Regions from separate parts of the Rattus norvegicus genome. Here region 2 is linked to region 1. A link is a contact called in public Hi-C data. All regions are on one chromosome and are shown on one strand. The core of a region is the stretch at or near the end of the contact, and the rest is flanking DNA. Distances in the headings are between cores, read along the strand shown.

Region 1 (5,962 bases), core at 955-3,454:
CTAGAAAGAAACTCCGAGCCTGCTTCTCATGCTTGAGAGGGGACAGCCTCGTCCAGCTTAATGACTTCCTCCTTCTCTCTGATCTGAACCAGTCTTGCTTAACTCTGTAACACTGCTTTACCCATTCTTCACTGGGGACCATACAGGTTTCCAGGAAACTCTTGGGGCTAAAGACATTCCAGACATTCCTTAACACTGCGTTCCTCAAAAGGTCGGTTTCTTAGGCTCCTCAGAGAGAACACTGCCCACATGGTTCACAGGGACCGCCGCACAAGCCTTGCATTAGCAGACAGCCAAGGGTGGCCTCCTGTGCCTTGCTCTGAAAGGCTCGCTGTACTCAGTCCAGAACCGGAGAGACTCAGTTTTACAGGGGAGCTGAGGACACTGGGATCCTCAGTTAAGAGGATCCACAAGGGAGGTCGAGTTCCCAGCAATACAGTGAGGCTACACACAGGGTGTGTGTCTTGGTATGGTGTGTGTTTTCTTTGGAAACAGGCGTTTAAATGAAGTTTCCTTTAGCAAAATCTTGCCCCCAACAAGAGTCCTAAAGAGACTTTTAAAGAATTCAAGAAATACAAAGTGTACACTGCAATCCATATTAGCTGCCTTCCGTATAAAAATAATTACCGAATGCATCATTTTCCTCTCACCCTGGTCTCAGTTTCTTCCTTCCCACATCTTTTGTGCTCCCTGCCTCCTCCCTGGCCGCCTATGCATTCATCTGAGATGCCCTCATTCTCTTTTTCCGACAGGCAGAATAGATTTCAGACATTCCAGGGCTGAAGGCTTTCAGCAAAGAGATAAGCCCCACAGAGTTCCCTTCACAAGTAGCCAGATGCCTCTCCTCCTGGTTGATGCTATTCTCTGCCAAGCTCAGGTTCACTGGCCTGGAGTCTGTCCTCTCGGTTCTTCCAAACTCAGCACCGTTGCTTGGTTTCCACATTTATTCCACAAATACATCCTATATTTAGATGTTTCTAAAGTTATTTTTGCTTTGTATGTTTTTGTGCCTGCATGCATATGTGTGTGTAAGTGCCGGCAAAGGTGTGCTACTGTGCACATTTGCGGGTCAGAGGGCAACTTTGCAGGGGCAATTCTTTTCGCTTTTCTGTGGGTTCCAGGGATGGAAACTTAGCATCTCCCCGGCCCCTGTTTGCACTTTTTTTTTTTTTTGAGGTAAGGTTTTGCTACATGGTTGCTCTCGAATGCAAGGCAGCCCTCCTGACTCAGTGTTACAGGAAAGAACAGAATGTATCCCTATGTCTACCTATGCAGCTATCTCCTCCCTTAAAACCATCCAGTTGAGCAGGTCAAGCACTTGGCCTGCCCACCTTTCTTACAACCAACTCAGAAAGATACAACTTTTCCTTGTCCTTTTCTGTCTCTTTTGGATGTTGGCCAGAGCCTAAATAGGATCCAAACAGAGCAGAGAACATTAGTCCTATGGTTCTTACTCCACAAAATAGAATTCTTGGTCAATTGTGCAGGCTGTGACAAGTCATCAGCAGCTGTGAGCTCTGATGGGTGTGGTCTCATCTGGCCCTACTCTTCCCCCAGAGACTCATGAGACCCTGGAGTATCTGCATCAAGTGACTGACTGAAGGAGGAAATGTAACGCTAAGCCCAGGGGTGCATCTCCGAAAGAGGGGTGTGACTCAGGAACGAGCCATCATTTCATACTCCAAATGGATAGCATGAGTGTGCATGGTGTGTGGTGGGGAGTGGGGAGTGGGGTTGAGGCTGGGGGAAGCTACTTGCTCCAGGACTCACCCTTCCCCCTTCTTGCCTCTGCTCAGTGAGGGTCCCTGAGATGACATTCAAATGATGACAGGGAAAAAAAAGTGTCAAAGATGACAGAAAGCTACATGAAGGTAAACAGGACTTTCTGGACCCATTAACCCTTCTGACTTTGGGATCAATGGGAGAATGCTAAATGTCCTCTGTCTGAAACACTGGCCCTTACCTAGGCATTTCCTGTAAGAACACGTCACCTCTAAAGATCCCTGGTAGATTACTGGGGCTGAAAATAAGGCAGAGATAGCTGCTTCTCACTGACTTCTGAAAGAGTCACTACGGAGTGTTTACAAAGATCCCACAGACGGCTAAAATTAGCTCATTCTGCACAGAATTATCTGCTGCTGACTCAAGATAGTGACACAGGCAGGGCTAAGCTGTGAGCTCACCAGGAAGCTCATTCCCTAAAATTGTTCTCTGGCAGCCAACGACCCTAGTGCACACCAGTGGATGCATGGTGGGCTATAAATAGCGACCTGTTATGCCATCACCCAGGAGCTGTGTCTTCACTGCCATTTCCTGCAGATCTAAGAACCTTCTGACTGGTTCTCTGTTGCCTCTGATACAGAGTAGGGTGTGGCGCGCATGTGTGTGCGTGCGTGCGTGAGTGTGTGTGTGTGTGTGTGCATGCATGTACGCATGTGCACATGTAGGTACACATGCATCTCAGAACATCATTTTAGTTGTATGATATGATAACCAGAGGACAGGCTAAATGGTGTGCTCAATTTCACCTGACAACTCAATGACACTCACCACTGAGTTTTGGGTCCTGTCATTTTCAAAGACTTCAACCCACTGACCTTGGATTTTTTTTCCTATAAGATGGAGAGCATATCCTGTCAGTTGACTTTGAGCAGGTGGTCAACTTAGAAATATGTTAGGATACCTAGGCAGGGAAGGCATCTTCAGAATGGTTTCTCCACCATTTAAAAAAAAAGAATGGTTTTGTTTCTATCTAAGGGTAAATTTAAGCCAGATCCAGTGGCAACTGTTCATAATCCCACACTTAGGAGAGTTTGCAAGAACCAATGTGTCCACTCTCTTCCCAAAGCTGTAACTTAGTTGCCTCTTTCCCACAATCAAACTTGAGTCTTCAGGGTCAGACAAACGAGCTCTTTAGCTCATGAGTCCCATTAAATAAAAAATGGCCGCACCCTTTCCAGAGAGGCCCATAGACTGCCACATCCCCTCTCTCGGTAGCTGGCTTCATGTTTCTTTCCGTTCTTACTACAATTTCTCTGTAGTTTTTAACCTCAGAACACACCATCCTTCCTGTGTGCGGAACACATTTTGGTTCTGAATGATGGCTTCTCTCCACAAGTGTCAGGTCTCTGGATCAGATGGCATCGCCTGATTCCTGAGGAACCCCACTGATCTCTTCCGTTAACTGAAGAAACGTCAGGAAGAAAATTGGCACACAGCCGACTTTCTGTTTTCGAAGCCTTGGAATTTTTCTTGTTGGGACACTGAGTGCTCCATGTCTAATTAGACCCCTCCCCTCTTACTCATATTTGGCTTTATCAATAAATTACACAACTGATAATTAGGAACAGGAACCCAGTGCGTGCAGCGAAGTGTGTAGGAAGGGGAGCATTCAGGGAAGCATGGGTTTGGAATGGTGAAGTGGGAGAGGGGACACTCAGGCCTAATGGGTAGGAAGTTGTTCATCCTTAAGCAATCGCTTAAGAGCTGAACTGTTACTCAGGGAAGGTCGTTCTGCTACATGGGCAGATGGAGTGCTCAGTAGAAAAAAAAATTGGTTTCTTTTTTGTGCCTTTTTTTTTTCTTTTTGGTATGTGTGTTTTATTTTAAAACCAGATCTTGTGTAGCCCAGGCTGGCCTTGAACTGCCTGTCTAGACATTCTCCTACTTCTAACTCGAGAGGGCTAAGATTACAAGTGTATGCCCCCATCGCTGGGTCTACACAGGACTGAGGTCTGAACCCAGGATTTCATGCGTGCTAAGCACACATTCTACTAAGCAAGCCTCATCCCCAGCCCCTAATGCAGTCTTCCTGCCACTGACAGGAAAGGAAGAGAACCTGCAGGCTGCATGAGCAGGGTTGAGTCAAATGCTTCAGAGACAAGGCTGGCGTCTCCAGCAAGTTTCTCCTTTTTTTTTTTTTTTAAGATTTATTTATTTATTTCATGTATATGAACACACTGTCTTTGACACACCAGAGGAGGGCATCAGATCTAATTACAGATGGTTGTGAGCCACCATGTGGTTGCTGGGAATTGAACTCATGACCTTTGGAAGAGCAGCCAGTGCTCTTAACCATTGAGCCATCCCTCCAGCCCAAGTTTCTCCTTCTTAAACTGAGAGACAGAGTTCTCTATCCTTTCAACTCCACTGCAGCCTGGGAGAACCCATGGAGACCCAGACCACAGGGGTGTGCAGAGAGCATCGAGATGATGTTCCTGATTCTCATTCTGTTTCCTTGAAGGACCTTCAGCTTCTGCCTCTTCTCCCCCCAATACTCACACACTCTGTGTCTCTCTGGACAAACGAAGCTGCTAGGCAGATCTAGTGTACCCCTTAATCTTAACGCTGGTTTGTGCAGCCTGAGTGTTTGGTATATGTGTATTGAATGAATAGCAGATTGCCGGTCCTGGTTGGATAGCTGTCTCCTCATCTCCACAGTCAGCAGGGTGAGGATGGAAAGGCACAAGGCACCCACTCCTGAGCATCACGTCAGTGATGGCCACGTTAAACAGTAACGGTCCCCGCAGCATCTGTCACCATGACCCTGACCTACTGGTGTTCTCTCTTTTGATTTCATGATCTGGCCTCTCTCAAGTTGTTCTCTTGGCTGTGAACTTCCTTACCCTCTAATTTGCTTGATATCCATGGATCCTTTGAGGCGTGCCTTCAAAGACACCCAGAGGCCATCCCTGACTGTCCGGAGCACACATCTGTATTCCTGCAATGCTGCGCTTGTCTCCGGTAGGATGTTATTGTACTGAGTAGTAAGGGCTGTGATAGTTGTCCCCCACCACTGTACCACGAGCTCATCAAGTGGGAGAAACCTGTTTCAATCCCTATGTCCTGACAGCCCGGCCCAGTTCTAGGCACAGTATCTCATTAACATTTGCTGAATAAGTAAAATCTGCCCTTCCCCCATCCATCCCCACTTTAAACACAGGGACTATTCACCTCCACATTTAGATGATGGAGATTTGGCAGGAAACGCACAGTCACAAAAAACAAAAACCTAAACAACAAGAAAACAAAACAGGTTAGAGATGTGATTTATGTGTCCTATAACAGAGAGAAACTGTCTTACTGGTATCCAAGGCAAGACCACGGGAATCAAAACCTTTCTTTGATGGTAATTTAAAAAAAAAATAAAAAGGTCAGTATGAAAAACTCGCGGCTGACTAGAATGTTTCAGACAGCATTTTCTTTCTCCACCGCGGGCCTGAGTTATAAACAGTGTGAAAGGCAAGCATGTGCTAGGGAGACGCAGCCATAATTGCTTGTTCTCAAATGTTTGGCTAACCACTCCTCTTAATCCAACACACAGTAGTTTAGAACAGAATTAAATTCTGCCCTTTAGGCAGGATTAGCATTTGGAGTTTCTTGTTTCTGTCAGTTAAACGTTCTTATCCCAATATTTGTACTTTTCCGTTGAGAAGAAACGCCGAGTGTGTGGAGGAAAATACAAAGAGCATGGAATTTTTAACCATCCAGGTCATCGTCTTATGGATTTGTGATCCGTCTTTACTGATGCCAGATTTTAAAACCTGACTCAACTGTACCTACTCTTAGGACCTTAAAAGAGACTGCTAGACCACCCTCTCCTCTCACCAACCAAGTACACTCCTTCTGCCAGAAATTAAGATTTCTAACCAGGAAAGTATAAAAGAGACCATGGCATGGATCCTAAATAAGGGGATAACTTGGGTGCTGTGGAGCAGTAAATAATGGGGAGGGAGAGGACTTCTAACTAGGAAAGAGGAGGAACTGTAACACAGAGGGAGAGGGAGGGATAATACTAAGGATCTCTGAAAAAGCCACAGGGAAACATATTAGTTTATAGGCAAGAACATGCACACACACACACACACACACACATACACACACACACACACACACACACACACACACGAATATATTAGATGAAGTTGTGCCACTTCCCAAGAGCCATATTAGTTTATATGAA
Region 2 (6,512 bases), core at 3,532-6,031, 200 kb after region 1:
ATTTAAATCCTAACTCTTGGCACATTTCTGGGCTGGAAACGTGTGCTGTGTGGCCAAGCTCTCCTTCACTTGGTATCAGAAAATTATTGGATCCAAATCAGCCGAGGGCGGCCTTGGAGCGAAAGATCACGCCCCAGACCTGCTGGTCCTGGCCCTCTTTAATAGACACTGCGTTGATTCTAAATTTAGACGCAGCCTCTGAGCACTCAGTTCCAAACGTCAAGTTGCTGTCCTACAGCCGTTCCCGGGACTTTCTGGTCACACAAAGTTGTTTAGAGTTCTGAAGCACTCGCCTCTTTGGTTTGACCTTCTGTGTAGACATCCAGCCTGTGTGGGTGGGAGCTAGCTGTTTGGATTTTATGTGGTCACATCACTCATGGGGATAATGGTTTAAAATCCGTGAGGTTCCTTTCATCGGGGTGTTCACGAACCATGAGCAAGAAGAGCCATGAGCTAGACTGGCATGGTGGTTGAGAGATTGTTCCCGAGGCAGCCCTGGGAATGGCAGCATGAACACCAGGATAGGGTGCTCCTCTATTGCCACTGGAGTCTATAATTAGACCCTAGTGGCTTCCCATGCCCCTCTATTGCCTTGGACTCACAGTCAGATACACGCGGGTCCTTCATCTAGCAGATAACAATCTGCACTGAGCCTGCATTGTAAGAATCTGCTTCTGATGGAAGGACTGATGGAAATGACTTCCAAGAGGAAACAGCACTCACTGATAGAGCGAGTGTTTTTTTTTTTTTCTTTCAGCTCTCCAGTGCGTGCCTCACATATACAGCCCTGGGTTTGACCTTCAGGATGGAATGGAGGGAAGGAAGATAGGAAAGAAGGGAGAGAGAGGAGACGAGGAAAACATAAAATAGAGAGAGGAGGAGGAGGAGGAAGAGAGGGGAGGGGGAGGGAAGGAAAGGGAAAAGGGGGAAAGGCAGGCTAATTGAATGAGGTCGGTAGGCAAGTGTGGTATTTGAACCAACACCACGCCATTTTCTTCCCACTCCCAGTTCATGAGACAGAACCCCAGTACCACTTGATGACAGAGTAAGGAACGAGGCTCTCTTGGGATCCAGCAGCTCCCCAGGTGAGATCTGCCTTCCAGAAGACGGGCAAGACATAAATGTCACTCATGCTGGTCCAGCACGTCTGATGCTGAGGGGAAAGTGTGGTCAGAAGATGAGGGTTCTCCTTCCTTCAACCAACCCCTTCCTGTGGGGTGGAGGCTGTTCTCTGAGAGGACAGCTCCAATGAGAACACTGACTCGTGCCTGAACAACCCGCCCTCCCTGAAGGCAAGCTAAAGATGTATGCACGTGGTCCTCAGCAACAAAGCAAACGTGTTGGAGAGAACCGAACAGTTCTTCTGGCCCACCCCATCCAGAGGGATGGCTCCGACATTTTGTCTAGCAGGAGCCTCTCGAGAAGAGCTGGAGTCTTTTCTACAGAACAACTGAGTTCATTTGCAATAGAGAGAACAACACCAAAAACCACCTCTGCTAGCCGATCATATTATCCTGATCTGCAAAACCCTCAGGAACATATGGGAAAGGATCAAAACTAGTAACTGAGCTCGGCATTTCAGGACGCAGGATCAACATTTAAATAAGTCAACGGTATCTCTCTGCACTTAGGATGGACAAACACCCTTAAGAGGATGGTCCCATCTAGAAAATAATCAGGTATGTAAATCAACTTCTAAAGTCAGGATGAGAGACATTCTCTGAAAATGGATGACACTCTTAAAAGAAATCAAAGAACAAAAGGAAAGACAGCTTCTGGAATTAGAATGGGTGGACCTGTTGTGCGGGTGCTGGGAATTGAACCTAGGTCCTCTGGAAGAGCCCCATGCTCTTAACACCTGAACCATCTCTCCACCCTTGCAAGCTTTAAGTTTTACTGCTTTCTACAAAGCACCAGGGGCCTGAAACAGTCGAGATGTCACTGAAAATAGTGGTGGGTGGAGTTGGAGGACTCATGTATCCCAACTTTAAGACTTCAGAAGTGACGATGCAGTGAAGGATTGCATGAGGATAGACTATAGACTGACTAATGACTGACATGAGGACCTGGAAAGAAACCCAGGCACCTACAGTCAGCTTATCCTCAACAGGAATGTCAAAGCTGTGGGACAGGGAAAGGAAAAAATGTATACCCATAAGCAAAGGAGCAAAGCTAGAACCTCCCCCTTCACATCACAGATAAAACTTAACTCAAAACGGATCAGAACTCTAATGCCAGGGCTGTAAAACTCTTGGGAGAGTTGTGGGTCAGCCATTTAACAGTGCTTTCTTAGCATGCACTAACGCTGGGGTTAGAGTCACAGAGCCGTACTAACTGGGCACAGTGATACATTCCTCTAATCCTAGCATTTGGGAGGCAGAAACATGGGGATCAGAAGTCCAAGGTCGTGACAAATGCCATAGCAAGTTCAAGGCTAGCATAGCTTACACGAGATCATGCATCCAATAGAAACAGTATCAGAAACAACAGTACTATTACTAATAATGATAATAACAATAACGATAATAAATGTCTTAGACGAAAACCTACTAGGAAACCTTCACAACCTTGGATTTGTCGTTAAATCCTTATGACACCGAAACTATGAGCAAACAAAAGAAAAACAAATTTGGCATATTAAAACTGAAAGCATTTGTGCTTCAAAGGAAACAGATAAGAAAGTGAAGATAGTTTACTAAGTGAAAGAATTTACAAACTGTGTACCAGAAAAAAAGGACATGTATTTACAACACAAAAAGAACTCCTGTGGCTTGATCATAAAAAGGCAGTTTGAAAATAGTTCAAAGGTTGAAGGGTTACCTCTCCAGAGAATAGATAAAAATAAATAACCAATGGCCATGGGGGCAGATGTTTGGTGTCATTAGTTACCAAGGATGTTCCAACTAAAGTCACAGTGGGACCTGGGGAGAGCTCAGCTCTTAAGGGCACTTGTTCTTGCAGAGAGGACCAGAGTTCAATTCCCGCCACTTCTATGGTGGCTCAAAACCACCCTTAACTCCGGCTCCAGGGAACACTGTGCCCTCTTCTAACCTCCTCAGGCACCAGGGGCACACGTAGTGCACAGACATACATGTCAGCAAAACATCCATACACGTAAAATAAACAAAACTAAAAAGACAGCTAAATCACAGCGAGGCACGACTTTGCATTCACTAGATGTGGGTTAGAGTCAAAAGTCAGACCTGAAGAGAGGGCTCAGTGGGTAATAGCGCGGGCCACACAGGCATGAGGACCTCAAGTAGAATCTCAAACACTCACATAAAGCTATGCACAGCCACACTCACACCTGAAACCATAATGCTTTGAAAGCAGAACAGAGGAAGATCAAATTAGCTTGCTGGCTAGCCCAGCTCTAGGCTGAGAGAGAGAGAGAGAGAGAGAGAGAGAGAGAGAGAGAGAGAGAGAGAGAGAGAGACTATACCTCTAAGAAATAAAGGAGAGAGCAGAAGAGCCAGATACCTGATGTCCTCCTCTGGTCTTCACGCACACAGGGGGCAAATGTATGTACCTAAACATTCATGTGCCCATACAACACACACACACACACACACACACACACACACACCACAGAGCAAAACTAAGTCTTAATTAACACTCACTCCGCTCACACCTCGAAGGGTATGAGGCCGTGAAGTAGGAGGACTTATCCATCAGTGTTTGGTACCCAGCGCGCTGCTGCACAATGGAACCTCTTACTTCCTGAATGGATTAATCAGCTTTTCACCAGCACCTGCAACCACACAGCTCAGAAGCTGCCATTCCTGAAACTACCCTAGCCCCCCAATTAGAATTCATTCTCTTCTGTGGCTAAAATGCATTGACAGAACTCAACCCTGAAAATTGGACTGCGTAAATGATCCCTCGTGGAATGCCTCTTACCGTCGCAGCCCTTGAGAGGAAGAGAAAAAGAGAGAGAGAAAAAGAGAGAAATAGAGAAAGGAAGGAAGGAAGGAAGAAAGGAAGGAAGGAAGGAAGGAGAGAAGGAAGGAAGGAAAGAAGGAAGGAAGGAAGGGAAGAAGGAAGGAAGGAAGGGAAAGAAAGAGAGAGAGAGAAAGAAAGAAAAGAAAGAAAGAAAAAGTACAGTACTCCTTTTCCATTGTCTAAAACTCAAGTGCATATACTTACCATGAATGCCAAATTCCTGTGACAACCTGGGAGCCCGGATCTTGGTTCTCAAATGCAGCATCACAGGTGGGTCTTTGCTGTGCCTATCCCGCCAGGGTGGCCACTGATCAGCAAAAGGAGATGAGAGTGAAGTTTGCTCAGAGTGGTACAACTGAGGGACCTGGGACCAAGCTGCTCGGTCCAGTGAGTCCCTGAGGGCTGTGCACCTACAGTGTCTTTACAGAGACAAGAAAGACAGGCACCACACCATGCTCTCTAGTGGCACTTCCTTGGCGTGGCTTGCCCTTACTCCAAAACGTACCCCTCCCCCTACACACATGGACTCCTCCTCGAGTCCGGTTCTTCAGCCTGAACCATAATCCACCACAGGTCACAGCTGGCGCCTTCTTGATCAACATAAAGCAAAACCCTGGAAACATGCTGTGGAGATGGCTCAGTGGGTAGAACACTAGCTGGGTTCCCGGCACTCCTGTAAGCGCCCAGTGGGTCACGCTCATAAGGTAGAGACGGGATTGATGGAGTGGTCTGATATCCCGTCCGCTATCACGATAAAGCACTGAGACCCGCAGCTTAGAAGAGGAAAGAATTTATTTGACTCACACTTCTAGGTCACAGTCAGTCATGGAGCAAAGTCAGGCCAGGAAGCCAAGCAAGAAACCACGAGGGAACACTGCTTGCTGGCTCCCTCGGGGGTTCATACTTACCGAGCTCTCTTACACAACCAGGGACCACAGTCGGCTGGGCTCCCCTACGTCAACTAGCAATCAAGACAAGCTCCCACAGACGTTCCCACAAGCCAGTGTGATGTGGGTGCTCCCTCAGCTGAGACTCCCTTCCCAGAAGACCCTGGGCTGCATCAGGGCGGCAATTGAACTACCTACGACATGGGGTAAGCTGGCTCGCTAGATGCTCTACCAGTGAGCTCTGGCTTTAACTCAGAGACCCACCCTCTGAGAATAAGGTGGGAAATGATGGAGGAAAATTCCCAGGATTAACCTCAGCCCTAACACACCTCATGCTCTGGTACACACACATATGCACGTGTACTCATGCACACACTTGCATGCACACCGCACACACGCACACAGGACAGCTTTTTAAGGTTGAAGTAATAGTTGATTGCCATAGCGCTGCCAGATCCTCCTTTTCTTCTAGACCCTTGTGGCTCCGTGGTACCAGGACATGACCTCTTTCCTTTAACTCTCACAAATGCCCCATGGAGTAGATGAAAACAAAACAAAACAAAACAAAAAACTGGGGGCCATAGGCTGGAGAGATGGCTCAGCCGTTAAAGGCTAGGATCACAACTAAAAACTGGGGACCAGCCACCAGGTTTATCAGCACAGTACTTGTATCCTAGCACTGGAGGGGCAGAGACAGGCAGATCTCTCTGAGTTTGAAGCCTTCCTGGTCTACATAGAATGTTCCAGGCCTCGTTGGCCTTCATGGTTAGCCAGAGATTTCCTGAGCATGGATCTGGGGCTGTCATCCAGTTCTGTTCAGGAGCTCAGCCCTTACCCTCCACACTGTCTTCTGCTTGACATTGAAAGCGAGTGTTCCAGTAGAGTTGACAATTTCAAATAATGACACAGCAAGGCACCTTCAGGGTGTTTGCTACACTTCTCATCTCCACTTCTCCGTATTAATACATATCTCGCCACCTGTTCCCCACTCCCATAGGCAACCCTTGATCCCCCCCCCCAGAAACAAAAGAAATCTGAACTGTTTGCAGACGTCAGTTTTTTTTTTTTTTTTTTTTTTTTGCAGGAAAAAAAATTGTGGAGTTGTGGCGTCCTCTGGTGGTGATACGCTTGCTTTCTCGGTGAATCTTTTGTTGTGGCGTCCTCTGGTGGTGATATGTTTGTTTTCTTGGTGAATCTTTTGGCATGGAGAAGTGGGAAGGGACTAGTGCTGCCACCTACTGGGGCGCCCGACCCCAGCACCAATGAACTAACCTGCAAGAAATCTGCTTTACTAGGAAGCTGAGAAATCTGCTGTTTGCCTTTCCTTGACTCTGCTTTGCTGTGAGACCCAGAAACGTGGCACCAAGTGGACCAGGGGAGGGCAGGAAGCTGTCGGGATGTGCATAGGCTTGGGGCTTTCTCAAGGCATGTAGAGCACCAAAGCTACCCATGATCTTGGCCATAGCTCTAATTGTCAGCTTAACACAATTTAGAATCATCTGGGAAGAGTCTCACAACCTGAGAGAGGAAGGCACACACTGGGCAAGACTTGTAAGATGGATATATAGTGCCAACCTATAGGATGGAAATTAGACAGGGGCATATGCACAAAATGCCTAGACTGGCGGTGCTCACGAAATAGTTACAACACCAAAGAGACTGAAGAAAAAGAATGGAGGAGGA

What was found. A called contact is a pair of places that touch in the nucleus more often than the background predicts.
Region 2: a Hi-C map of the A7r5 cell line shows a contact between it and region 1, with 4 times the contacts expected there. The contact joins two enhancer-like sites. A contact is called at or near these places in 5 of 12 Hi-C or Micro-C datasets (the A7r5 cell line, hepatocytes, kidney and 1 more).

Annotation. Positions count from the first base shown.
Region 1 is chr2:237,277,262-237,283,223 of GRCr8, forward strand. The region is part of intron 2 of LOC102553018 (a long non-coding RNA gene); the gene reads left to right. Among named protein-coding and RNA genes, the nearest start is that of Ddah1, 48 kb to the right of the region's middle. Within about 2 kb of position 2,205, at least 18 of the 93 cell types and tissues checked have an H3K27ac peak or open chromatin away from gene starts, as enhancers often do. A contact at or near this core is called in the A7r5 cell line, where this site is marked.
Region 2 is chr2:237,472,215-237,478,726 of GRCr8, forward strand. No RefSeq gene overlaps it. Among named protein-coding and RNA genes, the nearest start is that of Bcl10, 26 kb to the right of the region's middle. Within about 2 kb of position 4,782, at least 5 of the 93 cell types and tissues checked have an H3K27ac peak or open chromatin away from gene starts, as enhancers often do. A contact at or near this core is called in the A7r5 cell line, where this site is marked.